Regions from separate parts of the Zea mays genome. Here region 2 is linked to region 1. The links are chromatin contacts, called in public Hi-C maps. All regions are on one chromosome and are shown on one strand. Each heading gives the region's core, a stretch centred on a gene start, on an enhancer-like site or on the middle of the called end of the contact. The rest is flanking DNA. Distances are from core to core; before and after follow the strand shown. Region 1 has its middle 45 kb from the start of LOC103647429. Region 2 overlaps LOC100193730 (alpha/beta-Hydrolases superfamily protein).

Evidence for each region. Hi-C and Micro-C count contacts between places; a contact is called where the count stands out from the background.
Region 2: a contact with region 1 is called in a Hi-C map of tassel, with 5 times the contacts expected there. The contact joins two enhancer-like sites. A contact is called at or near these places in 4 of 25 Hi-C or Micro-C datasets (ear, endosperm, leaf and 1 more).

The regions. Positions count from the first base shown.
Region 1 is chr2:186,309,294-186,315,329 of Zm-B73-REFERENCE-NAM-5.0, reverse strand. No RefSeq gene overlaps it. Among protein-coding and RNA genes, the nearest start is that of LOC103647429, 45 kb to the right of the region's middle. Within about 2 kb of position 3,864, at least 11 of the 20 cell types and tissues checked have an H3K27ac peak or open chromatin away from gene starts, as enhancers often do. A contact at or near this core is called in tassel, where this site is marked.
Region 2 is chr2:186,501,380-186,507,415 of Zm-B73-REFERENCE-NAM-5.0, reverse strand. LOC100193730 (alpha/beta-Hydrolases superfamily protein) reads left to right here. Exons shown (of 4, transcript NM_001138818.1): 4 at 248-852. The coding sequence ends at 716. Among protein-coding and RNA genes, the nearest start is that of LOC100193730, 9.3 kb to the left of the region's middle. Within about 2 kb of position 2,800, at least 20 of the 20 cell types and tissues checked have an H3K27ac peak or open chromatin away from gene starts, as enhancers often do. A contact at or near this core is called in tassel, where this site is marked.

The DNA of each region.
Region 1 (6,036 bases), core at 2,615-5,114:
GGATTTGCTCGAGCTGTGTGTCCTGACCCCCCGCAGGGACTGGGACCACAGCTAGCTCCCACAAGATGTCAACGCGAGGCGCAGGCCCATGGGGATCATCATCCTCCGGCATACCATGGTGGTTGCCTTCGTCGTGACCCCTAGATCGACGTAGAAACATTCGCGACTTGGGCCACAACCCTCGCCGTCAAGGCTGTGGCCATTATCAGAGCAATCGGAGAGGCAGTAATCACATGCGGTCATGAAGTCTCGCATGGCACTAGGATTACCGAGCCCGGAGAAATCCCAACCAGAGTCGGGCTCGTCTTCTTCCTCGGAACCCGGGGGCCCATAGGTCGAGACGGCCGTCAGTCGGTCCCAGGTTGACCACATATGGTACCCCGGAAGGTTAGGATATGCCTTTATGAAAGCGCTCACCGAAGCGGGGTCGTTTGGTGGATCGAAGCTGAATCTAAAAGGCACAGGGTGGAAAATGGACGGTACCTCTCGATCGATGGACGGTGACAAAGTCGCGTCGGGGACGGACTGCACTGTTATCTCAGGTACGAGGCTAACGCCCAGCAAGCCCTCTGCGAGTGTGCTGGCGTCATCTATCCGCTTGGGGTTGGCATGTTGCGGGGAAACGACACTCGTCGTTGTCTCAGGCGCGAGGACAACGCCCGACATGTCCCCCGCTGGGGTGCCGGCGTCGTCGACTTGCTCGACAGCCAACGAGGTGCCGCCTCCTGCTTGGCCACGGTTGCCCCGCCTCCTCCTCCTGCGGCGAGGAAGGCGGCGGGACAAACCCGGATGTTGTTCTTTCGCCACGGGGGAAAGACGTCGTTGAGTTCGCCGCCGCCGGGCGAGATGACGGCCGTCGTCGCCGCTGCCGCGCTGCGGGGGAAGGAGCACCATGTTGTAGCTGTAGTCGAGGGACATGAACTCGAGACTCCCGAAACGGAGCAGCGTCCCGGGCTGAAGAGGTTGTTGGAGACTACCCATCTGGAACTCAACGGGAAGTTGTTCGTCAACACGCAACAGGCCCCTACCTGGCGCGCCAACTGTCGGCGTTTCGACCCCGGAGGTCCCTGGACCGACGAGTAAAATTGTCGCTGCGTGTCCCAGCCCAGATGGGTTGGCGCGAGACGGAACATAAGGGGGGCAAAACGCGGCTCGTGTTATCCTGCGCCAGGGGGATGCGCTTGCAGTAGGGGTTGCAAGCATTCGCGAGGGAGAGAGAGAGAGAGAGTGAGCCGGTTCGTCAGCCCGTCCTCCCGCGCGACCCTCTCGCATGAGGGCCCTGGACCTTCCTTTTATAGATGCAAGGAGAGGGTCCAGGTGTACAATGGGGGTGTAGCTATGTGCTAACGTGTCCGGCAGAGAGGTGCTAGAGCCCTGTGTACATGCCAACGTGGCTGTCGGAGAGGTGCTAGAGCCCTGTGTACGCGGTGTCGTGGCCGTCGAAGGAGCGCTTGAGCCCTGTAGAAGCACAGATGTCGGGGCTGCTGGGATCTTGCTGACGTCTCCTTACTTCCGAAGGGGGTTGAGAACCACTATCGTCATGGATGCACGCGGGGAGCCATCATTACTTGTTACCGGGGCGAGTCTGGATGGGACGCCAGTCTTGTTCCCCCGTAGCCTGAGCTAGCTAGGGGTAGGGTAATGATGTACCCCCCGTGGCGTGGTCGGTCCGAGCCCAAAGTCGGGCGAGGCGGAGACTCCTCCTGAGGCCGAGGTCGGGCGAGGACGCGATTCCTCCCGAGGTCGAGGTTGAGGCCGAGCCCTGGGGTCGGGCGAGGCGGAGACCACCTTCCGAGGTCGAGGTTGAGGCCGAGCCCTGGGGTCGGGCGAGGCGGAGACCACCTTCCGAGGCCGAGGGTGAGGCCGAGCCCTGGGGTCGGGCGAGGCGGAGATCTCCTCCTGAGGCCGAGGCCTAAGGTCGGGCGAGGCGGAGCTTCCTGTTGCGCCTGAGGCTGGACTTAGCTGTTGTCAGCCTCACCCTGGCGGGTGGCACAACAGTCGGAGAGGGGCGAGCGGCGCTGTTTTCCTGTCAGGTCGGTCAGTGGAAGGGCGAAGTGACTACGGTCACTTCGACCTTGCCGACTGAGGCACGTGTGTCAGGATAAGGTGTCAGGCGATCCTCGCATTGAATGCGCCTGCGATACGGTCGGTTGGTGAGACGATTTGGCCAAGGTTGCTACACAACGAAACCTGCCCGAGCTGGGCTTCGGGCAAGTCGAGGGTGCGCCCGTTGCTTGAGGAGGCCCTCGGGCGAGGCGTGAATTCGCATGAGACCACTGTTCCCGCCCGAGGCTGGGCTCGAGCGAGGCGAGATCGTGTCCCTTGAGTAGACGAAGCCTTGACCTGGATTGCGCCCATCAGTCTCTGCAGCTTGTGCTGATGGTGGTTACCAGTCGTGTTTATGAGTGTTGGGGGTACCCCTAATTAGGATACCCGACACTAATATTACTTCGGATCCTATAAAGTGTGACCTTGTCAAGCATATTGACGTGGATGCCTCTTACATTAGATTGCAGATGCATGATCATGTTGCGACCTTCGTCATGTGCCTTCAGATGTTGCGACCTTCGTCATTAGATTGCAGATGCATGATCATGTTACCCATTCCTTTAGACTGTGTCCAGTGGACTTTGGAAAATAGAAGATACAAAATTGTAAATGACATTGTTTGTAGAACAAAGTTTAAAATAGAATATAAGATAGGAGATGAGATATGAGATCTGCTGAAGATCATAGCTTTATGCATGCATGAAAACCTAGACAGAGCACAATTATTTTCTCTCTCAACTTCAGTGTTTGTTTGAGATATGATGAGTTTGAGGGGAAACCGGGAAGGGGTTGTTTGTTAATGTATATATCATGTATTTTACCTACTAGACCATACGGTGTTATGTGCACTTCTCTACATCCCTACGTTTCCACCATGGAGCATGGTTATACAGCCGAGTTGCATCGATCGAAACTCATATCTATCTCAACATACAGAAGAATATATGTAATTAAGTTTCACGCTAAGTAGTGTGCTGTTCTGCACGCGACGAGCGTACGTACGCGTGCACGGCCCCGTGGAATTAATAGAGTTTGCCCGTACGTCGTACTTGTACACATATATACATATGGACGATCTAACAGTCGTACTTCGTTCTACACACGTTGGTACTACTGGTAGTGGTAGCTAGTACGTGCGTAGTACTCCTGCACTATTTATAAGAATATAAGTTGGACCCGTATGAGCAGCAAATACTACTGCATATGGTCTATGTTAATTCATATAATATTACGACTGCACACGTACAAAAGCGATGATCTGATCCTTAGGTCTGGAGACGACGACGATGCTCGCACATTCTTCAGTATTTGCCTGCATATGTCCTGCAGCTATTAGCGGCCTCCCTCAACGAACGATCGATCCCATTCAGAGGAGAATAGGAGATAGAAGCGCAAGCGTGAAACAAGCTAGCACCAGCAGATTTAAAGCATGCACGCACGCAATATCTCTATTTAATTTCACGCGATCGATCGACACCGTACCCATAGACGCCAGTGGTTCTTGCGCGCGGCGGTAGCAGACGTTGGTTTCAGCCTATATATGCATTTTTTTGCAGGCTAGCAGTGTGCAGTATAGCCATAGCCCATAGCCAGTTAGCTCCATCACCATTGCATGGAGGTTGAGGACGACCCGGCTGGTGCTTGCTGTGCCCATGAAACAATGGATCGCACAGCCGGAGTTAGTACGAGAGCATGCATGGTCGGGAACCGCCGGCAGGGAGCTTGGAGGCGAGGCCATTCCTTGAGAGTTGAAAAGGTCGTCGTCGACGCGTACGTACTCATCCTGTCTTGTCAGGAAACCAAGTCATCAAAGCCCATTACGAGCAGTACGGACCTGAATAAAAATCAGCAAGTACGCGGTTTGGTGAAGGCATGCGGTGCATGTGGTGGGCCGGCCGGGTTGCCAAAGCTTTTTGTTCGTCGTCCCCCTCACCGATGTGATGTGACCAATGCATCTCACATACTTAACAATAAATTCTAAAATAAATCTGCCAAGGTATACTCGTGAATCTTACTTTATCCTGCACACGATAAGTTTGGAACTAAATCCATTAGATCTAGAGATTGTAACCGAGTCAGTGACTAGTTTTGGCTTGTAATGGATCCATCAGATCGTAACCAAGTCAATTTAAGTTTTCTATATTTTTATGTGTGGTTATCCTAAGCCTAATTTCCCTATATGATAGCGAGGGTGTTGTCCCTGAAAGATATGAGAAACAATCAAAATACTACATGTTAGTGCTTTATATATGGGAGTCTTTATTTGGTGCTACGTGATCTTAGGCTCCTAGTGTAAATTCAAACGCATATCGTTTGAAACGCTAGATTTTTTGCAATCTCGTGTTTGGATCTGGTACACCACATGCTAATAAATAATAGAAATATGGATTAAACACAAGACATATAATTTTACGTGGAAAACCCTTACGAGAAAAACCACAGCGCCAACCGCAATCTTCATTGTATGTTGATTGTTAAGAGTTTATAGATAGAAGACAACGAATACAATGTGTCGTGTCTCTTCCCGTGTGACTAACAAGATGTATATAGAAAGCTGACAGACTACAATTTAATACAAAATAATTCCGTTAATTGACATAACCTCAAACCGTAGTTCTCTGGCCGTCCCCGCAAGGCTCATGTTAGAATTCAGATTATATTCTAACAAATTATAGCAGTGGACATCTGCTTTTGACATAACAGCATTGTACTAAATAGCGGGCTACAGCAGCAGCGTTCTTATTCTGAGCATAAACATCATCCACGGCAACGAGCTTACTATGTTTTATTGAAAATAAAATCTACTAACACACATTATATATGCCCCATTTTGACATGGCTCAAATCCAAATACACACTATATATGCTACTTTCATTTTGGCAAAGCTAGACTGCCGTTTAGACCTAAGAGCATCTCCAACAAACTAGCTAAATGGCTAGTCAAGCCAAATTTTGGCTATTCAACGACAAAATAACTCTCCAACAGACTAGCTATCTGACTCGCTAAGCTATCCAATTCTCCAAATTAACTTCCTCACTAGCTAGCCAAACTTGACTAGCCACCTGACTAGCCAAATTAGATAGATAGTCTGTTGGAATGAGATGTTACATATAAAGTGTAATTTTATGAAAAGACAAATAGAGAGTCAAATAGAGGAAAAAAATGAAAAGTTTCTTGTAGATGCTCTAAAGCCGCCGAAAATAACTGTAACTGTTGTAGTGTTTAGCATACTGTCAACTTTGACATAGTAAACTAAAAAAACAGTCACGATTGGAACGCAGCAGGCAAAAACAAAAACAGAACATGGGCCCATAGTAGATCCTAATTTTGATTTTTTGCTTTCCGTAAGGGAGGCCCAGTGAAGAATTAACGACACATGAACATAAGGAATCAAACCCAAAAAAGACCATGCTAGCTGATGGAATGAGGCCCAGTATGAAAATGAAATTACCTTTTTCCTAAAGAAAAGTTCTGCTGTGCTATTTAGCCTTTTTTATCTTTCTAAAGCTACTTATTTGTCCTAGATTCTTAGAAACTATCTTCGGTTTCCATATACGATCATTTGGTTAGTTTGAGACCTAACCGTGCTAAGGCCATTTACCATAAAGATTATATAATCCAGCTTAAATAAGTTAAGATGTAAACAAACAACACAAACTATTAGGTGGATTATATAATCTAGATACCTAGATTATGATAATATTTTGTATAGTTTAAAGTTGTCATAGTTGCATAAAATAAGAAATATATTGTTTGTGAACAATGTGGAATATTGCCCAAAATTAAACAGAGACAAGCAGCTGAACTCTACAAATTCATTTATTTTTTTGCCTAGATCGAGGTAAAATTGTTATTTTGCCTCTGACTCCAAAACTAACGGAAGACCACAATGGCTTGCACGTTGCATCCTTCCCACGCTCGAGACGGCTATGACGACATCATCTACCGCCGGTAACCCGGCCCTTTAGCCCATGAGTGTCACATGG
Region 2 (6,036 bases), core at 1,551-4,050, 190 kb before region 1:
ACCATTCACCAGTTCTGCTGTCCAGCAGTTATATATCTTTCATTTTCATGTGCACACTATCAAGCTATATCAGTCATTCAGTACTGGGGTTTAAGCAGCAATGCAGCATCCTGAATCATGTGTTAAATGATAACAACAATAATGATTTAAAAAATAAGACCTTGTCGTCCCCACCAGGCCACAGACCTGGGTTATCAATGCTTAAGATTCCAATTGATTCTACTGAAAATACCTTTTCTATTGATAGGTATGGGCTTCTACGAGGAACCCTCAGGGCTCCAGCCCTGGGCTGGATGATGTACAATGTTCTGGTGAGCAATGAAAAGTCGATCCAGTCTCAGTACAAGTCCCACGTCTACGCCAACCCTGACAACGTGACGCCAGCTATCATCGAGAGCCGATACGAGTTAACCAAAAGAAAAGGCGCACGGTTCGTCCCCGCGGCCTTCCTGACAGGCCTCCTTGATCCTGTCCAATCGAGGGAGGAGTTTCTGCAGTTGTTCGCCAAGTTAGACGGAGACGTACCAGTTCTGGTAGTGTCAACGGTCAATGCTCCCAAGAGATCCAAGGCCGAGATGGAGGCTCTAAGGGGCTCTAAAGGGGTGACGAAGTTTGTGGAGGTCGCAGGCGCTCTTCTACCGCAGGAAGAATACCCCTTGGCAGTCGCGGAGGAACTCTACAGCTTCCTGCAGGAATCATTCGCAGCAAGAAGGTGAATGTGCGTGCGTGCGTGCGCACAACTGTGCCAGAAGACAGGTTCTCAAGTCCCACACATCGTGAGTAAATTCGTTAGCCTGCTACAGTGTACTGGAGGTTTTTAGCAACAATAAAGCGGCATCACTCGTTCACTTCCCTAGTGCCACGATTCAATAGCCTGCGACAGAGCAGACAGCAGACAATCGCATGACATCGCCGGTGTGCGCAAAGCATGCCGCCGTGATACCAGATTTCGATCAGGCACGTCGTGGTTCGTGTCTGATCTGCATCAGAGCCTAACCCTTCGGTCCGGTGGAGCCCATTCATTGCACATGGTCGCAGCAGGTTCGTGGTCGTAAAATTTTCTCAGGTCCTGGTCCTGGTTCTTGGTAATTGATGGCCGAAGTACAAGGCCTCGACGACGCCGGTCAGTGGTCTCCTGAGGTAGACGTTTCTCCCCTCTCCCTCCCCTCCTCCAGTACATTTCAACAGCTAGGTTGGAGGCGTTGTTGCTTTGAGAGTTTGAGTAGTGACTTGTGATTGTGAGCACTCAGCTTTCACCGGGGCATCAATGCCACGAGACTGAGAAGTGTCCCCCTCCGCTCTGATGCCGCTAGAATCAGGCACAGTAGTACAGTACAGAGTACGCTGCGGAGCAACATGCGGATTCTGATCAATAATTGGCGCATGATTCCAGTGGCTGGCCGTGCCGCGGCTATCAATGCCACATTTACGGTCCAGGGAGGGATGGAAGGGGTGATCATGTTTTCTATAATGTTTGATGAGAGTCACACGGAGATTTGTGAATTTTTGGTGGCAACGTAGTTCTAAAAAATCGAAGGGACGTTGTTGGCCTACCTCATCCTACTTTAACATTAAACCAGACACACCCTTAATAAAACCTCTCACGCCAGGCCAACGGCGGCCTCGCCGGTGCATCCAGACAGCGGTCCAGCCACTGAAGCTCCCGTCGGGCATCCCAGGCCGTGCCCTGCCTGCCACGTGTCCCGGCGTTGAGCTTGGCACGAGCGGCAGGGAAGCGCATTCAATGGAGGGAGAGCGAAGTCTGCGTGGCAAGTAAATAGGTGTCCCAGTTCGGAGGTGGACTTTCTTCCCCTGGCCGTTGTTCTAGAGGATCGGCGATGGAGCGGGATCGACACCGCCGCGTCGTCGCCCGTCGATTTAAATGCTGGGGGGAACGGCCCTTGATTTGCCTGAACGGATCGGTAGGATACAGATACGGGGCCGTATAGTATACGTGTGGTGAATTGAATTGTTTAAGATTGCGTGGTCCAGATGGCACGCGCGGCGTTGCCGTTTGTGCTGTGAGTGAGAGCGTTAAGCTGGCGAAGGTTCAGCATTTCGGCTATATCACCATTGCGATGTTTCTCGCCAGGGGTACAACAACTACAAGCGCTGAATCGCAGAAAACAACATCGCGGAAAGCCGTTATGAAACGCATCCCGAGAGAGACTGGAACCAAAACTATTATTATTATTATATATAATAAAACCCCGGCGGTGACAGCGATCGCTTTTATTTGGAACACTTGGTAGGTAAGATAAGGCCCCGTCCTCCGTTTGAGGTGTGGGACTCCCCTGCTACCAAGGGCGGTGATCCGTTGCAGTAGGGTTGTTTGTTGTAGTAGGCCTTCAACCTTGTCATCTTCCATCCCCCCGTCCCTTTTGACGCCAGTTGATTCAGTCTCATCTGCCCAAACCGAACGGGGGGGGGGGGGGGGGGGGGGGGGGGGGGGGGGGGGGGGGGGGGGGGGGGGGGGGGGAGTGCAGTCACGGTCATGGCTCTGATCTGATCAGACCCCGTCTTCATCTTGACACGTACATATCCATGACAAAGAAAAGCGTTGGTTTAATTTGGTAGCAGCAGCGTGTCCAGATCCAGACCACTCTCAACTAAAGGACAAGGTGAGCGTGCTGCAATCTGCTCCGCATCGCAAACGGCCAAAAGGTCTCTGATAAATCCTTTCGCCCTTTTTTTATTGTTTTTTTGCTTGGCGTCCAGACAAAACGAGACATGAGGCGTTCGTTTGGGCCCATCTGATAACTGCTGGCTGGCTGGCTCGCTCGCTGCTGCTACGTCGCTGCGTCAGCGACCTGGGCTCGCTGCCAAGTCCCCCCCACCCCACCAACTCCAACAAAAAGGCAAGTTGGACTCCAACAACAGGAAATGGCAAGTTCTTCGCTATCCCCAGCCCATAAAACCCTCTCGACGGTGCTCCCATCGTCATCAGCTTGTCGTTGCCGCAAAATGATGGCCGGTTGTTCATCATGCATGATCATCACACACACACACACAGGTTCCTTGCTCATGCATCCAGAGACTTCCCCTTTGTCATGCATGTCCAGACAAAGTTTCAGTTCCTCCTCCCCCTCCCTTATTGTATTAACTGCTACCCAGCTTTGGCTGTACATCGATTTGGCAACAGGGCAAGCCGCCACTGGGATCGCGTAGCCTTCTAAAACCATTCGAAACTGGTGAGGACCAAACACTAGCCAAATCCAGATTCCAGACCAAACACTAGCTAGATTTCGCGACATGCATCACGACCGAAGGCAACTGATCTCGGCGCCACACCTCCAGCGTGTGGATGCAGTGCAGCCATGAGGCAGATAGATGCAACGAGATCCTCTGCCGTAAGCTCCTCCGGGCAGCACAAAGCACGGGCATCGTCATCCTGTAGGCGGTGGCGCATCCGGCGCGACGCTCGTGGAGAGCTAGTAGCTAGCCACCAAATAAAGGACTCCGCTCTCGATCGGCGCCGCGCGCATGCATGCTCCACAAGCTCTCGTGCCCCGCGCAACTTCGCCATGCCTAGGAAGAATGGCTACGTAGGCTGGTGATACCGAGTAATGCATGGCACTGTCAGAAACGTGCTCTTTATCGAGTGCTCGAGCTTTGCCGAATATAAAATCATGGGCACTCGACAAAGAATATTTTATCGAGTGTCACTCTCAACGAAAAATAACGCTCGCAAAGACCGGACCATTTTTGCCGAGTTGAACCAAAGACTTTGGTGCTCGGTAAGTACCATCGTTTTATCCAGCGCCAGAAGAACGTCCGCCTGCATTTATTCATTTGAGCAATGTCCCAGCCTCAAATTGGTCAGCAACTCTCTCCCCGCGTCGTACCCCCGGCTGGCTTAATTTCCTCGTAGGGTTCCTTGATGAGAAGCGAGGGACACCGCTGCCTGTGCAGCCACCTGCATGCATGCCAATCGAACCGACGCATAGCGAGTCCTTTGGCAGAGAGCTTACCGAAACTGTGCAATCATGAGGATCGAAATTCTTCCTTCTTGGAGGTGGAAGAACGTGTGTTGGCGTCGCTCCCTTCCTCGCTCTTTTTCCCTCCCCCACGACCAAGATTATCTATCTATCTCCATCCGGTAGTTCAAGCCCCCCACACGGACGGCCTCGTGATTATTGACGCTTGTAGTGTTGACATCTAGGGACACCATACGCACGAAACCAAAAAAATATCTAACTCCAGATTTTCGTCCCTCACGCATCTAACGGCGTGCACGTCGCTGCTCCATATATATATATATATGAAGAGGTAATGGAAGCCCTGGGCTTCCCCTACTAATGGAAGCCCCAGCCAGGGCGCGGTCGACTCAGCACCCGCATGCTTGCGTCAGCCATGCAATCAACAGCTAAGATTCTAGGACGATAAGCGTAACGCAATATACGAATGCATATATATATGGATAAAGATGCGTAAAACATGCATAAAGGAATCTTTTGAAGCCCGAATCACGTGGAACGAATATGACACTGTGGACAGCGTTTACGACTGCATAATGACATGTACTTGACAGCATAAATCATGCAGTATGTGGTTCTGGTTCTGGCTCGGGCGGATTCCAGCGTAAACCGTGGGCTAAAACAGCGTAAATGAGTATGAAATTTAGCGTAAATCCTATATCTGTTTTGTAACAGCAAATGGGGCCTAAAATTAAGCAGCCGATCGTGAGCGGGGTCATGGCTCGGGCCGATTCCAGCGTAAAACGTGAGCTAAAATAACGTAAATGAGTACGAAATTTAGCGTAAATCCTATATCTGTTTTGTAACAGCAAACAGAGCCAAAAATTACGGCGTGAAAATCGCGTGCAGCCGATCGTGCGCGGGTTCTGGCTCGAATGATTTCAGCGTAAAACGTGAGCTAAAACAGCGTATATGAGTACAAAATTTAGTATAAAACACGCGCACAATCTCATTTCGTAAAGAGATTGCTGTAAAACACATCAAAAAGTGTCATAAATTTGGCGTAAAACGTAGTAAGACTGTTTTTAATGGAAGCATAAAATACAACAAGAAGTGTCGTAAAATTTAGTTTGAAAATGCATAAATCATGATGGTCTCATAGGGCACTTGTTTTGTTCACAGTACATCAAAATATAAAGCACAACGATATTTTGCCAGTATTGTTGCAATCATACACGATTTATTTGACATGACAAAAAAACAAGGAGCTAGCCCTGTCTTCGGTACTTCAGACATTTGGAACCATTAGCCTTTAGCTAGGTCGTGGTCCGAAATTGAAGAATCGCTGCTCGGCTCTTATCAAAACAGGTCTGTGTAAGCCTGTATAAATCATAAAGACACGTCAGAATAAGCCTAAGTAAATCCATGAACCTATGTAAGACTGCTTTTAATCCATGAACCTCCATTTTCCCTGTTGATATACTTAAGTTGTCTCTACTAGAAATTGTATAACTAAAGAATAACAAATCTTACCGTTCAAAAGACTGGTGAGGTTCCCGAACAGCGCCGGGTGGAGCACGCCGGAGAGCAGCTCTAAGCCGAGCAGCTTCACTTGTTGATGCTGCTTCAATTTCAGCTATTTCTGATCTTTCTCTATTAATACCACCTGCAAAAAGTATAATTATATGCAAATATGGAAGATAATATGATTGATTACTCTAATTCACCATTTTTTCGCCAGCATACTGAGATCAGTCTTGTTCAGCTATTCACGAGTCGAGTCACTACTTTCCTTAGTAAAGCTGAACAGAAAATGGTATAATGATTAAAAGCATTCACCTAATAGACTAGCACAACTAAATACTACCTGGAAATTATGGTTTTATGATAATACAATGATGCTAAATGCTGGCGGAGGTGGGTGTAGCATATGTATGCACTATTACAAAAGAAGGTTTAAATTTAATAACTTGAAATCGTATAATAGTACTTCAAATTACAAATCTACATGCAATTATCATATTTTCCAACTAATTTCCAGAACTATATTGGTAGCAAAAATTTAGTCACAGGTCTAGCCACGCATTCACAAACCTACTTTAAGCAGTCAGAACAAGCC